Regions from separate parts of the Gossypium hirsutum genome. Here all the other regions are linked to region 2. A link is a contact called in public Hi-C data. All regions are on one chromosome and are shown on one strand. Each heading gives the region's core, a stretch centred on a gene start, on an enhancer-like site or on the middle of the called end of the contact. The rest is flanking DNA. Distances are from core to core; before and after follow the strand shown. Region 1 holds the start of LOC107897480 (protein SCAI). Region 2 holds the start of LOC107952008 (serine/threonine-protein kinase SAPK2). Region 3 holds the start of LOC121209955 (ras-related protein Rab11A).

Region 1 (3,566 bases), core at 1,018-3,517, 270 kb after region 2:
TTATCTCCTGCTAGCAGAAAAAATTTTACAGTAACAAGTTCAGTTAACAGGATTTATAACTCACTGCTATCAAATGTGTCAGAGATGGTCGATACAGGATAGCCTTCCTAGGATTTGGAGGTAGAGCGGGGTCAGTCATGTCTGCAGCCAAATTCATATCAATTAGTCCAGAAGCTCCAGAATAATCAACTGCAACACCATTCTCCTTTGGTTCAGCAGGATGCTTCTGGTAAAATGATCCACTAGGCTCCCATTCTAAACACTGCAGCATTCTGTATACATCCAGAGTAAGTTCTGCGAACTTTACCTGAAAATGACAAGAATAAAAGATTTAGAAAATCCCAATTTGAAGGTTTCAGTACGACTTTAATGTGACCAAAAATAAGTCTTTCACCTCATTCCGGTGATAACTCATCAGGATAGCATCCCGAAACTTTAGAACCTTCTTTGCATGGAATCGAGCTACATATGGAACAGAATTTGGATGACAGTTGAGCATAGCACAGTACCGAAATGGCCTCGAACTTGGAATGGTAAAAGTAGTATCAATGTTTATAAAGCGGAGAATTTCTTGCTCTACTAGCTTCCATTCTTTAAAGTTTGTTTCCTGGAAAATAATAAATAAGTAATCGTACGCACTGATCAGTATCTACCACATGCTGTATGAAGTTAATAAGCTTCCCTCTAAAACTATAACTTCCTTATAAATTACTCAAGCATCCTCTAATATACTGCACAGCACTCAATAATGTGTTCGCATTCACCAATTTAAACAAATATACTGAAAATCTTCCATTTCAAATACTGTGGTTACCTACTCGGTGGGAAAGAATAACTTTTTTTTTCTTGTAACAGTGAAAGTGCAAAGAAAGAATCTAAGTCGGCCTAAGAAATACAAAAATCTTTCAATTCTTGCACAATTTTTTTTCTAAAAAAAAAGTAACAGAATAAACTTAGACATAAGCATAAATAACATCGGAATTAGCTCAGTCATCACTACCAAATAAATTAAAAGGTGATTAAAATAGGAGATAATTCACTTTAAGGAAATCAAAGACAAAGGGCCCAACTGTATTTCCTTTTTATTTTTATTGCAAAACAGTGAAGAAGATATTACAAAAATAAGGAAAAAAATTATGGGGCAGAGGAAATAAAGCTGAGTAATGCATTAATTTTCCCAAATTTAGATTATTTATGAAAATTTAGATTATACTTCTTAACGAAAGTTTCCTGAACCCGATTCTTACTATTCATTTGGGAAAAAGGAAAACTATTTTGAAATTAATTTATTGGTAATTAAATGGTAATCGATAATACTCAATGAACTCCCTTTCATGTTCTTAAAATTTTTTTTTTTTTAAAAACAATTTATGTCTTCTTAGGTAAACCTAAATTCTATTCTTACTATTTATTCATAATTTCCATTAGCAGCTAAAAAGCGCAGAACAAAACTGAAAAAAGCACCATAGCCAACAATAGCAAATAAAAATTCAGCTTGAAATTCTAGAAATAAAAAAAAATCGTTTTTACCCGGAAATTAGCCTTGCAATCATCAATAAGAGCTCTAAGCTTTTCGACGACAACTTTCACCATCTCGGTCCGGTTCAAAATCAACGAAACCAGCAAAAACCGGGCATAAAATCTCAACTCCTTAAACCGAACTCGAAGATCCTTCACTCCACACCCTTCGAAATACCTTCTCTTCAAAATCGCTTCATAGAAAATGTAGGCTTCGACCAGAAACCTAGCCTCGCTCGTCCTCATGTACTGGCCGAAATACAGCTGGCCGATCCGACCGGCGATTTCGCCAATCTCCCACCGGTTCAAACCGGCTTTGACAAGCTCGGCTCGGTGTTCTTGCTGGTACTTCCATAACCGCATATAGGCTTTGAAGACTTTCTGGAAATAGTGTTGGCCTTGTGCTCGTCCGTACGACGGTAAGTCCCGGACTCGTGCGAATTTACGGTCCGCGCTCTCGACGAGAGCTCGGAAGGTTTTGGGAACGACGTCTTCCTCCGCCATGTACGAAACAAAAATCTAATACTGATTTCAATAAAAAAAAACAGTCAAGAGACTCAGCGGCTCGTTAGGGGGATCTGAAGACGGTTACGGTGGACATCGGAAAATGTTTGAGAGAAGTCTAGAGAGATAAAGAGAGATACTGTGTAGACTTTGTTGAGATCAGCTGTAGTTTTTATGGGTGTCAGCGTAATTTTCCCTTTCTCTTTTCTTTTCTTTTCTTTTTTTTTCTTTTTTTCCTATAACTGATTTTTGGATTTGTAAGGTTTTATAAATTCAGTAACTTACAGTGATAGCGATGGTAATTAACTCACTGATTTCAGTGATTTGGCGATGTGTCATCATTACTTTCCTGTGGCGACGAAGAAGGACAAGTATTTATTATTAGTATTTTGTATGAGTAAAATAGTCTAAAACAATACACCGTCCGATTATAATTGGGAGAAGAAATGAGAAATCAACGGCTCCTATTAATTATGCCATGAATATTCTTTAATATTATTAACTGGTACACCTACCATTTGTATAAAAACAATAATATTAAACTCATATTTTTTAAAATAATAAAGTAATAAAAATTAAAATAATTTTATTAATTAGAATTTGATTTGTATTGAACACTTAAAAATAAAATAAATTATTTATATAATTCCTCTTTGTTTTGAAAGTTTGGTGTTGTAATATTTTTTTTAATTGAGTTGGATTGTTTAATTAGAATAATTGAATTAAGAAAAAATTAAAATTAATTAACTTATGAATCAATATAAACCAATTAAATAGATAGATGATTGATTACATTACCTTTTATTTTTCAATATATTTAATTTTTAATGATTTTATTAATTAAATAGTATAAACTAATCTGGATGCATTGAAAAACATTAAATATATATAAATGAGAAATCCAATTAAATTATGTTTGACTTCCCAATGATTCGAAAATTTATATAAAAAGTGGAAATGAGTTAATAATCTCTTAATTATGATACAGTATTAAATAAATTAATAGTTCTTTTTTTCTTTTTTCTCTTTTTTTTTTTGTTAAATCCGCATCATGGGAATTGTTCTTTCGTTGGTTTTCTTACCAGTTTGGTTATAAGATACAGCGTACGATTACATTAAAAATATGATTCCAACATTATACGAAAATATTTATGTACATATACATGAATATACGAATTTTGAGCACATGAATGCCTGTCTGGCAATTCTAGATGGAAACAAGGACGGCATATTTTGGCAGAAAATAACAGTTAATTTCTTTTACATATTAAAATTCTGAGCATATAGTACTCTCTTTATACATGTGCAAATTTATATCAAAATTTAAACCCACAAGTTTCAAACTAGAATTCTTAACTCCAAACATCAATTAAATAAGCCCTGTTTTCATGTGAGTGAAAATATATAAAGTTTGACAAAGGATATGTTTTGGATTTTCTGTTTTCGAGGTCTCTAATCTTCGGTTAATGGTAAATATTCCATTTTTTTTATACTTATAAATTAAATTATATATATCTGAATTCATGTAGCAACAATGGATCAAT
Region 2 (3,369 bases), core at 686-3,185:
GAAAATCCTGGATAGGAGATGTCTGCAATCCTTTGAAAGTCGAACATAATCAGGAATAGAATAGTGGACACTCAGAATCCGCTGTCAGAAGTCCATCCACATTAGTTTTTTAAATCTAAACATAATGAACTATCATGGTCATGGCTGCTAGTAGCAACTGACCTGAATTGTTTTTCTAAAGTTTCTTGGATCTTGAGGGTCTTCAAAAGGATAAGCGCCAACCAGCATGACATACAAAGTAACCCCACATGACCAAACATCTGCAATCTACAATTTTTTTTTTCTCCCATAGATAAAGCAGTGATCATCAATATTTGGAGCTGAAAACTAAGGTCTTAATAGGAGTTTTACCTTCCCATCATATTCTTTTTTGGACAAGACCTCTGGTGCAATATAGGCTGGGGTTCCTACAGTTGATTTGGGCTGGGAATGTAACACACTCGACTGAAACATGTAGTACAAAGTTAATAATTGACTTTATAGTATGTAGATCATAAACAGAAAGGTTCATTGCCTTAGAGTAGCCGAAGTCACATATTTTTAGTCTGGGTGTACTGCTTCCATCTAATAGAGTGTTTTCCAGCTTAAGATCTCTATGACAAATTTTCTGTGAAAATGGGGATAAAAATCTCAACTTAGCTAGATAGCCAAAAAAAAAAAAAAGAGGGGGGGGGGAGATCCAATAGACTAAGTAAGGCCATATATACCATTGCATGGCAATAACTCACTCCTGATATCAGTTGTTGAAAGAAAAACCTTGCCTGATGCAGTAAAACAATAACAGTAAGGTAAAAAAATGAAATTCAATAAGCACAACTTTTAACGTTTGAAAAATTAGAAAAAGAAAAGATGTTTATAAGAATATACCTCATCTTCACCAAATCTACCAGCGTTGCATATTCTTTCAAAAAGTTCTCCACCAGCTGCATATTCCATGACTATGGCAAGATGAGTTGGTGTTAACAGGACCTGCAAAAAGTTGTGTTTGGGATTGGATCAAACATACCATGGACACCATTGATTTTAGCTGCCCTGTTGAAGATCACAAACTCCCATATCGTTTGTTTGAACCTTTTTAAGTTAATTTTCAATCAAAAACTGGTGCTACCTAATATGAAGCTAAAGCTAAACTGGAAGCTACATCTCTGACCATGTAGGTTGCTCTCAAGGCTAAGTTAGCTAAAACAGAACAAAAGATAAATCATTGTAAAGCCTGTTCTGTTCAAATCAACTCTGATTTTTAAAGAGAAGAAAAAAAAATGCAAAAACCTTCACTGCTCCATTTAAGGAGCTCTGAAACTTGTACAAGTAATGCTTGTCTTGACTTCAATACCTGAAACTTATGAGGAACTATAGATATTTACCTCTTTGAATTTTATTATATTTGGATGCTTCAAAGACCTATGGTTCATAATCTCCCTTTGCACATGCTCATCAATCTGCATAGACAAGAAATCTCTTGAAATCCATCCATAAGAAAATATTGACAACCCAAACAAGATGATGGGCATGAATCTTGGAGAGCCAATAGGAAAATGAAGCTAAAAACAAAATCTGATACCTTGGGGCCTCTTTCAATATACTTGACAGCATAAAGCTCACCAGTCCTTTTATCCCTAACCAGCTTAGCAACACCAAAGTTCCCTGATCCAATATCTTTCAGTATCTCATAACGCTCCATTTTCCAAATCCAAAAACTCCCAGCAAATATGTAAGGAAAGAAACAGCAGCACTTATATGAATCTTATATAGTTGCAGCAAATATATAAAACCTTTTGTGTAATTTTTTTTTTCTTATATTTGGTTTAGTGTTGGAGGAATCTCCATGATTTTCAAGGACTTTTTGATGTTTTAGTTGGATGGGTGAAAGCAAAGGGCAAAGGAACTAGGATGATAAGGAATCATATGAGGCTGTCCAAATGGTGTCAACGTCAAAGAGACAAGAAGAATGGACATTACACGTGGAGGATAATTAAAAGCTAGAAATTGAAGGAGAAGTGGAAAAGTTGCACACCGACGTTGCTTCGTTTTTGGGTTATCTCTCGTTTTGGTTAGCCCACTTAGTTGGCCCTCTTCCTGCTTTCGAAATGTCGCAAAATATCAATAAATAACAATCAAATACTGTGTATTAAAAGAATATTTTCTTAAAGTACTAAATAAACACTCATAACTGAAATATTTCAGTACATTGGATAAGATGATTGAAAGTAGAATTATTTATATTTATTTTAAAATTTGAGCAAATTATATAAATAGTGATTTAAATATTAACATATTTCTATTCTAGTTTCACAGGTTAAAAATTTTTATTTTAGTTATTAATGTTATTGAAATTTAAAATTTAGATTGTTTTTTTTCATTAAATCATTAATGAAATATTGATATGAATTTTTTTTATAATAATAAGTTTAGCTTTCAATGCTTATGGATTTGATCAATTTGGACATAATTCTAAAAATTTTAATAAATTTAGCCTTCAACTTTACATATTTCATCAATTAGTCTAAATTCTAAAAAATATTGTGCAAGCCAATAATGCATATGTTGAGTTTTTTTGCAACTTTTAGAACAACATGAAATCTTATTCATTTCATGTCCCTTGTTCTTCTCCCTGACAGTCATCTTTTTCGTTGTCCTAATTTGTCCGATTGACAGAACTAAGCTAATATTACCATTGTTGCCATCAAAACTCCCAATCATCAAAAAGCTCCACAACATCAGATGCCACCCTTATCGCTCGCTCTACATTTTAGCTCAACAATCCGACCCTCTCATGTCGCTCTGCATCACTACTGTCCCCGTACACTTCATCTTCTTTGTTGACGCTACCTCAAAGATCTAAGAGAACTCATGGTTGAACATTCATAAAACATTTGAGGGTTAAATTCAACAAAGGTGTAGTCCTAATTCAACTTTACATATTCATCGTCTTAATTTTTTTTATTTTCTCTCAAAAAATATATCCAATAAGATTTTTTTGATTGAGGATGATCTAGGATTTTTTTTGTTTTTCAAATGGATAAATTTGGATAAAATGTTTGGGTCTAGGCCTTACTCATAAGCTTTGGCCCCAGATTCTCCCCTTAGAGTAGAAGACCCAAATTATGAAGGCATTAATGTTACATATAGTTTTGTCATTTCTCAGGTTGATAAATCTACTACTTATGGAGGTCTCTCTAATTTTTATATGTTGAGGCAAGTTAATGAGAAGTGGTTTGTCCAGTACCAATGGTTGTGGCCATTATGGATAGCCTTGCGACAGGCAACATGACTTGCCATATTTGGTTGGTCAATATTTTAGAACAAAATCTTTGGGCCGTGCAATTGTTGATATTGTGGAAATATGATATCTCATTTATAAAAACATAT
Region 3 (3,209 bases), core at 559-3,058, 440 kb before region 2:
CTAGAGAGAGCTTGGTACTTAAGCAGACAAATTGACTCACCTCCTCTTTTCTAGAATCCTATTTGGTGTATAGTATCTATTCACTTTTAACAATGAAGACATTGTTCATCTTAAGCAGGGGGATCAAAAAATTGAAATTATTTCCACTCAGAATAAATTTTTCTTTCAGTTATGATTAGGTTATATTTTGTTCAAAAATTTGAAATTTTGTTAAATATGCTAAACTTCAATATAAATAAAGTTTGATTATTTCAATAATTGTTATGTTAACTGAAATATGACATGAATGTATTTTTAATAAAGCATGCAAATCATACCATAAAATTTTTAGTTCCTTAGGAAAGTTAAGCATGCATGAAAGTTTAAGTCTCTAAAATTGACTTAGTAGTTTCTTGAGGCGAAATCCTAGGAAGCATGGAATGTTGAAAATGATTTAGGCAACTTTTGTTTGGACCATTTGAGCCTTTCAAGCCTACCTTGATGAATTTTTATCCTTTGAAACCCAACTTTGAGACTATATAGCCTAATTTTATTTGAACCTTTGCAATATTTAGCCATCACTTTTCTCTCAATTATCTTTAAATTGTCCCAAACACTAGACTCGGTGCTATTCATAATATTCTTTGAAACAAGTTTGGGGGAGTTGAAAAGAAGAATCAAATGCTCAAAAAATTGTAATACATACAGCAAAATACTCGTGAAATTAAAAAAAAAAGAAAAAAAAGAGAGCATATGTACTCGAAAGAAATAGATGTATAAAAGAGCATGTGAAAGCGAAATAAGTTGGTGTGTTGAAGGTAATTATTTCAAAGGTCCGATTCAAGCTGAGTCTAGAGTTTTTAGCCTAAATTTATCTATCTTTTACCTACCCCTAGCTTAGCCATGTTACAACCTATTTAAAAGAACTATTGATTCAAGTTTCTATGCTACCTACATTAGTGGAGAGAAATTGTTATGTTCAATATATGAAGGCATAAATTAAACTTAATGATTGCAGCACGAAAATATACACATTTTTCAAAGGTGTTTTCTGATAAATTCTTTTCAAATTTGTGCATTACTCAGGATGAGCAATGAATTAAGTTTGGGGGTGTGGAAACACAAAAATATACACATTTTTTCATGCCCTTTTTAACTCAAATTCATGCAATTTCGATAAAATTCTTGTAGAAAAATATATAATTATTATAAAATAATTAAATTACACTCAAAATATGAACATGTTGAATTTTAATTAATTTTATATCAAATTTTGATTAATTTTAATTCTTTTCGACAGATTCGGGCAAAGGGCGAAAAATGGCTCAACGGACATTGTTAGAAGCGCAAAACTGAGAAGCAATTTTGAAGCATCAAGGTTACTTAATTTTTCAACCTAAGACGGTCCAAATTATGTGTATTAATTCATAATATAATTAATTTTCATTTTAATCCAATTTAATTTGGATTAAATAAATTATTATTAATTAATTATGAAAAGGGACCCAGTTGATTTGAATGGAGAAAATCGATCTAACCGAACATTGGGAAGCCCAAAACCGTCCACATGCTGACCCAATCAGCTTGCTTGGCTGATTATTTGGCTTGCAAAATGGCCCTTAAAAACTCCTCTAAATTGCATTCAAACCCCTCCACTATTTATGCCTTTCTAGATTTGCCTCTACCTTAAAATAACATATTTGAAATCTTCAAACATGCCACGTGTGGCCGGCCATGGGGGGAGTCTTTGGCTGCTTATTTTGGCTATTTTTAGCAGCCTTTTCAACCTATAAATACCCCCTTGGCTGCTCACTTCAAACACATCTCAACCCTTCTCATCTCTTCACTTCTCTCTCATTTTTCTCTCTTATTCCCTTCCATTGTTCTTCATTTTCTTCCCCTGTTTCCTTTCTGATTTCACCTCTTGAAAAAGAGTCAATCAACCACCATTTCAAGCAGTATTCAAGTGTTTGTAGAAGCCCCGGTTCGGCAAGAACAAGCAGAGAAGGAGGAGTAGAGCAAACTAGTCAAGCTAATGAGAAAATACCAGATTTGATTCTTGTTCCCTGTCCTTTTAATTTTTTTGTTGTTATGATAAACATGTCTATGAATATTTGTCATGTTGAATAGTTTATTTATTTGATATGGCTTGAATTTAATTTGTGTTAGGTTGATTGCATTTCATCTACTTGAGTTATTAAAATTGTGTTTGTGTGGTTATGGGCCTTGGTAAGATGTTTGATTAAGTAAAACCATGACCAAGTTATTCTTTCATTACAATTGTAAGGTAACCAATGAATTAGTTATTTAAACTGATTGAAATTGTAATTAATTGACGCAATACTTAATTAGTGCATGATTAATCATCTAAGGTAACTAACGACGATGAAAACAAATTTTTAATAGATAATTTTTTTATTAATATAGACATAAATCTAATGATTTTTAAATCATTTGATTTTATAATTAGACAATTATTTTTTTGAAAATGTGTTGTAAATTTTATTTAAAATATTGTGAAGTAATTTTTTAAAAAAATTATAAACCTAATATAATATTATCTAAAAATTACGTATATGAAATATTAAGTGAAAAATGTATTTCAATAAGTGAAAAACATTTTAAATTTTTTTTTCACACGTTTATAGCACCATATGTTTTGAAATGTTTATATAAACAATCAAATAGGTTTATCACACAAGTATGCAAATTAATATATTATATAAAAAAGTATAACTATAATTTAATAAATTCATTATATTTTACTCATGTATTTAAAAATTAATTAAAAGTAAGCTTAACATTTACTTGTTTTTAAAAAATTATTTACCTTTATCTCTCAGTTAAATTTATATGAAAATGTAATAAAACTTTAATTTCAAATATGAAATAATTTTTGTCAATTTTTTATATATGACTATTGAACTCCTAGATTGCTTTTATGAAAAAGATATTTATTTTTCGATTTCTTTAAATCTATAATTTACTTATTAATTTTATATTTTAACATATATGTATAAGTTTAATATTTATTAATTTTAATACTATTTTAAAAATATTTTAATAACATATGCGATTTTAATATATTATTTGTCAATTACTTATAAAGGTTTAACTTATATTATTTGTAAATTCATTATATTTAAAAAGTATTAATTTAAATTAATTTAAAAAATTTAAATTATAAAATACAATAATGGTATAAAAAGTTTAATGTATATTTTTTTATT

What was found. Hi-C and Micro-C count contacts between places; a contact is called where the count stands out from the background.
Region 1: a contact with region 2 is called in a Hi-C map of leaf, with 2.5 times the contacts expected there. The contact joins the promoter of LOC107897480 here to the promoter of LOC107952008 in region 2. A contact is called at or near these places in 7 of 34 Hi-C or Micro-C datasets (callus, hypocotyl and leaf).
Region 3: a Hi-C map of leaf shows a contact between it and region 2, with 2.2 times the contacts expected there. The contact joins the promoter of LOC121209955 here to the promoter of LOC107952008 in region 2. A contact is called at or near these places in 3 of 34 Hi-C or Micro-C datasets (all in leaf).

What each region holds. Positions count from the first base shown.
Region 1 is chrA11:49,800,532-49,804,097 of Gossypium_hirsutum_v2.1, forward strand. It overlaps LOC107897480 (protein SCAI), which reads right to left and starts at 2,268. Exons shown (of 10, transcript XM_016822964.2): 1 at 1,531-2,268; 2 at 395-607; 3 at 65-307. The coding sequence starts at 2,022.
Region 2 is chrA11:49,529,308-49,532,676 of Gossypium_hirsutum_v2.1, forward strand. It overlaps LOC107952008 (serine/threonine-protein kinase SAPK2), which reads right to left and starts at 1,936. Exons shown (of 9, transcript XM_016887235.2): 1 at 1,562-1,936; 2 at 1,365-1,439; 3 at 868-969; 4 at 729-761; 5 at 515-607; 6 at 352-444; 7 at 163-267; 8 at 1-81. The coding sequence starts at 1,681.
Region 3 is chrA11:49,093,953-49,097,161 of Gossypium_hirsutum_v2.1, forward strand. LOC121209955 (ras-related protein Rab11A) reads left to right here and starts at 1,809. Exons shown (of 2, transcript XM_041081996.1): 1 at 1,809-3,209.